Linked DNA regions of Xenopus laevis: region 1 is linked to region 2. A link is a contact called in public Hi-C data. All regions are on one chromosome and are shown on one strand. The core of a region is the stretch at or near the end of the contact, and the rest is flanking DNA. Distances in the headings are between cores, read along the strand shown.

Evidence for each region. Hi-C and Micro-C count contacts between places; a contact is called where the count stands out from the background.
Region 1: a Hi-C map of the XL177 cell line shows a contact between it and region 2, with 5 times the contacts expected there. The contact joins two enhancer-like sites. A contact is called at or near these places in 2 of 4 Hi-C or Micro-C datasets (the XL177 cell line and the XTC cell line).

The regions. Positions count from the first base shown.
Region 1 is chr2S:117,950,534-117,953,233 of Xenopus_laevis_v10.1, forward strand. klf12.S (Krueppel-like factor 12) reads left to right here. Exons shown (of 6, transcript XM_041584334.1): 3 at 1,807-2,335. Among protein-coding and RNA genes, the nearest start is that of klf12.S, 88 kb to the left of the region's middle. Within about 2 kb of position 1,273, at least 1 of the 7 cell types and tissues checked has an H3K27ac peak or open chromatin away from gene starts, as enhancers often do.
Region 2 is chr2S:117,772,899-117,775,598 of Xenopus_laevis_v10.1, forward strand. No RefSeq gene overlaps it. Among protein-coding and RNA genes, the nearest start is that of LOC108709126, 79 kb to the right of the region's middle. Within about 2 kb of position 1,308, at least 1 of the 7 cell types and tissues checked has an H3K27ac peak or open chromatin away from gene starts, as enhancers often do.

The DNA.
Region 1 (2,700 bases), core at 23-2,522, 180 kb after region 2:
GGTTTTAGCTTTGCAAATTGCCTTGGCTTGGAGAAAGAAGTTGTGTGGTGTTAAACATGCACGATACACATAAAACAAATGCCTAAACTTGGTTAATGGATTTAAAGTACCTTTACGCCTGTTAACATGGCAAGCAAAGTTTTCTCTCCCCCCAGTGGCTATTTATAAGTAGTGCAACCTAATGTTCTGTATTTCAGCAAGACTGTTTCTCATCTCAGGTTGATTTGATTATGGATATACAATTAGGAATGTAAGAAAGAGGCCCAACAGCTTCAATGACACTTAAAACTTTGTGTTAGTGTGACAGCTTAGTGACCAACTCATTGCACTTATCCATAGAAAGTTTGCATCCATCTTTACATCCAACACATTTTTAAACCCAGTGAGTCAGATAACTGTTGTTATTATTTTTAGGAGTTACATATGAAGTACCAGATCATTTTTAGGAGTTGCATATGAAGTACCAGATCATTTTGCAGTACTGTACCATAGATGATGCACATATACCGTATCATAGTACTTTTAAAGACCATAAAAAATGGGCCTGTAGAATATTATGGCTGGGCCAGATCTAGGTGTGGGAAGATTAGGCTTTTGACCTGGATGCTTCTGTGGAGGGTAACAAGTCGGAAGCAATTTTAGGTATCTGGAGTCGCCAAAAATGTTCAGACTCCTAATAACTTGAAATATTTAAGCACTGAAAATAATCATATCAGATTTAGGAGCTTCTAAGAAGGAGTATATGGCAGAAGCCATTCTGTTTCTAAGAACAAGACTTTAGTTAATTTTGGATTCTATTTAACAGTTATTCCACAGCTGTATGCCAGGTTCAACTAATATGAAAGCTCTTTTAGGTTTTCCAATCGTTTTTGGTTAATTCGTTTAACTTTGATTTTGGTTTAGAATTACCAAAGAATGTGTTTTTTATTTTTGAGCTTTGGCAGTGATAAAATGCCTTGTGAACTTAACTTCTATCAATCAACATGAAAAATACATTAGTATATTAAAAACAAAGGAGTCGGAGGATTCATGTACTGACTCCACAGACCTGGTTACAAGTGCTGTATTCTTGCAGTCTCAATTCTTATTTCAAATCAACCTTCTTTTCAATAGCTCCCAGCTCTATGGGCTATAGATATGTGTGGGCCTGGCCAAAGCCCGTCGGACCCGCAGGGCAGGTTTCGGCCGACTTCCACAGTACTTCCTCGTGCTGTGGGCAGATTCGGGCTGGACTTTAGCCTCCATTCTCTGCCTTCTTCTGCCCCACTTCTTCCCCTGTGCACGCCTTTTATATACTCGCGCAAGCCTCGACCCTTTCTTGGCGTCACAGCAGGGCGGGAGCAGGTATATAAAGATGGGATCATGCTGGTTGTGTCGGGTGCGGGCACTTGCACGTCTGGTTTCTTTACATGCTCAGCAGGGCTAGGGATAGCTTTAATTGTTGTGCCTCTTTTATAGCTAAACATAGGGCTAGAAATTGTATTGCATGCCTCCTTGGTTTCCTGTAAAAATTCCCCAATATGAAGCTAAGATAAATATGACAAAAGCAGAAGAAAAATGCTGATGATCAATTTCACAGAACTGGGGGACGACAAAAAAAACCACAACTTTATAACATAATGTAATCTCAGAAAAAATTTATTTTGATGTTTGTAATCTCTATAGAAAGAGCACATTCTGGGAAGTGGGGGAAATAGCAAAGCATGATCTAACAACTCTTACATTCTTATTTTTATTTGTCCTTTTCTTGACTTATTAATATTGCGGCAGTGTTTCTAAAAATAAATTCTCATTTTTTCCTTACAGTCACCAAAGGTCCACACTTACCCCAATATGGAAGCTGTTCCTCTCTTACTCAACAGTGTGAAGGCTGAGCCTCCCGAGGACTTGTTATCAACTGATCATTTTCAAACACAGACAGAACCAGTAGACCTTTCAATAAACAAAGCTAGAACGTCACCGAGAGGTGTTTCCTCATCTCCAGTTTCTATTACAACCTCAGCAGCATCACCTTCTTCTAACTCTTCATCTAGCCGTCCAGCATCATCTCCAACAGTGATAACCCCTGTACCTTCATCGGCATCTGTGCCAACAGTATTAACTCCCGGACCTCTTGTGGCATCAGCATCTGCTATTGGAGGTCAACAATTTTTGCACATTATTCACTCTGTTCCTCCTACAAGTCCTCTGAACTTACAGTCCAACAAAATTGTGCACCGTATCCCAGTTGTGGTGCAGTCAGTCCCGGTAGTTTATACTGCTGTAAGATCACCAGGGAATATGAATTCTACTATTGTAGTACCTCTATTGGAAGATGGAAGAGGTCACCTTAAAGGTAAAAAAAATTATGTAATATTAAAACTGTTTTATATTGTAATTATCACCAAAAACTGTAAGAAGAACATGGCAGGTGTTGTCAATGCAACCATCTACTATGGTATAGTATTTCGACACAGGTGTAGGTCTGGGCATAGCCCTTTCATAATAACTAATCTTCATGTTATCAAACAAATTAACTTATAGTAATGCTCAACCCTAAGTAACCCATATAAGTATTTATCATGTCCACTAAGAATGTTCTCTAAAAAGGAACAGAGTATTGTTTATGCAGCCCTACATAAAAGCATTGGTTCTAAATGAATAAAATATGTCTGCACATAAAACTGGGATGCCATACTATTAGAGAAGATATGTCCATGT
Region 2 (2,700 bases), core at 58-2,557:
GGAAATACTGTATAACCAGTGTGTGGGAGGTTGTATATTATCATTTTTTTTTTGCTAAGTTAAAAATTCATAAAAATGGCACACACAATCAGTAATCTAATAACCATTAAAGACACTTTTTCCAGTTCAATTGTTTTCAGATTGTTCACTATAAATAAAGACTTTTTTCAATTGCTTTCCATTTTTTATTTTTTTACCAGTTTCCCAAAATTGAAGTTTAAAGTTTAATATTAGTGTCTCTAGTGTTTGTCTGGCAGCTCAGTGATCCAGGAGCAGATTCTGAACTGTTATAATTTTTTGCTACATTGATACATTTCTCAGCAGTATAAAATTAGCACCTATTGTATCAATTCTAACAGCTGTCTTTAATGGAACTCAGGGATTCTGCTCAGTAGGGACAAAGATAACAAATGTATCAACTAAATGTATCAATTTAGGTCAGTTAAGGGCAGAGACACACGGTCAGATTCGGGGAGATTAGTCGCCAGTCATCAAATCTCCTCTTCTTTGGGGCGACTAATCTCCCCGAACTGCCTTCCAGCCAGCTAGAATGAAAATTGACGGCGGCATGGCACTCGGAGCTCTTCGTTTTCCGAAGTCGCCTGAACTTGCCTCACAAGGAAACTTCGGGTGACTTAGGAAAATGAAGCTCCCCGATTGCCATTCATTCTAGCCGGCGGGAAAGCAGTTTGGGGAGATTATTTGCCCCGGAGAAGAGATTTGTCGCCGGGCGACTAATCTCCCCGAATCTGACCGTGTGTCTCTGCCCTAAAGAGTTAGTGACCCCCCCCCTCCCAGAGCTGATTTAGAAGGTGAAAAATTAAACTTTACACTTCAGTATTAAAAAAACGGTCAAAATAGAAAAATTCTTTATTTCTGGTGAACGATCTGAAAACCAACTGAACTGAAAAAAAGTGTTTGATGGTGAACAACCCCTTTAAGTATATATGGGTGTTTACTGGCTGGCAGGATTACACATCTACTTGTTAATGAGGCCTTAGCAGCCATTTATTTTCCTAAAAGGACCAGTAACACAACACTTACTGTAACTAAGAAACTTCCAATACGCTGCTGCATCCTGCATGTCTAGTAAGGATGAAACCATTGCTTCCAGATGGAGTCCAAGGGGTCCCCGCCATCTTGCCCCACCAGAATTTTCTTCTCCACTACGTGCACACTGCCGTTATCCACTTCCTGGTTTTCGGCTCCCAAATTCCGGTTTCGTGACATCGCTTACGGTTCTCTCCCAGCAGCCTCTCTTGCCCAGCCGTTCCATTCCCTCCCCTCAGCATTTCTCTCTTCCCTCAGCACAGCTTTTCCCTCCCCACAGCCTCCCTTGCCCAGGCATTCCCTCAGTTGCAGCCTGTTCAGTTGCTCTGCCGTTCCCCAGCCAGCATGACCTTACTTACCTCCTAGCTGCTCTTTCTTCTGGTTCCTTACAGCCAGAAGTGCTTTGTGGAGGAAAAGCATCGGGGGGCGCGCACGCAGTGGAGAGCTGGTCACCCTATCGCCTTTTTCCAAAGTGAATGAAGAGAAGGTTTTTTGCCAATTTTAAAAAACGCAAGGTATGCGATTTAAATGTATTGGGCATGACTATTATTTTTAGGTTATAGAACAGATTTTTTAAATAAAATATTTTAATGTTACTGCCTTTAAGGGGCAGTTCTCTTTTTCTGTGGCTTAGAAAGTAGGATTGTAAAGGTGGCTATATATTATAAGATCTCCTCATATGACCAGGTCACCAAATGAGTGGATCTTCCCCCCCTGCATCAACACGCTGATGAGTTCCTCGATCAAAGGTAAAAAATCAAACCTGCCCAATGGACATCTGGCTGATTTTTGCCCAGGTATTGGTCAAATAGCCTTGTTGGATAGTCCCATACATGGGCAGATAAGCTGCTGACTCCATCTAAAGGATTTATGTTGGCAGTTTAAATCTTTCTGTCTATTATCCCCTAGGAATGAATAAAAAAGTGGGTGAATTTTTCTGTGGTGAGCTCACACTTTGATAAATCTGCCCCTTTGTGTTTTTGCCTCCCACTCCAGCTCTTGGAGTTGGAATATCTTGGATATTCAGGTTTAATTAAGCTACAGTTTATCACAATGACAGATGAATAGGAGAGCTCCTGAATATAAAGTTAAGCAATACAAAACAAGAGCACCTATGATATTGGGGAATCTCTCCCTGCCCATGATTAATGGCAGTGCCCACTCATTTCAGTGGCAATTGAATACTTTTTATTTACACGTACCAGTTACGACTATTACATTTTATCTTAATGTTTGCACGTTAGTGTTGCTTCCATTCATTTTTTTTTTTCAGTCGGCCCTCCGGCCTGAGTATTTGTCTATGTTCCTGTTTATCAGAATGTTAGGGAATACTTTCTAAATAGAGCTAATCCTTTAAAAAAATCATTGGTCTTGTTATTTGTGAATATTTTGCTATTAGACTATTACTGTAATACATGTAAAGAATCAGAATTACGGACACCACTCTGCATAGTGAGTATCTGTGCTTGATATCAGTTGTCTGAAACTGTCATTTTTTTGTGCCACTTCACAGCAAAAAGGATTTGAAGAACAGAGAATATCACAGTGTTGTCGCGGGCACGCTTACAATAAATCTGTTATCAGATATATTCAGGTTTGTGGCTAAAATAAGGGTGATCCATTTAGCTGTTTTCCAGGCACCTGAACGGG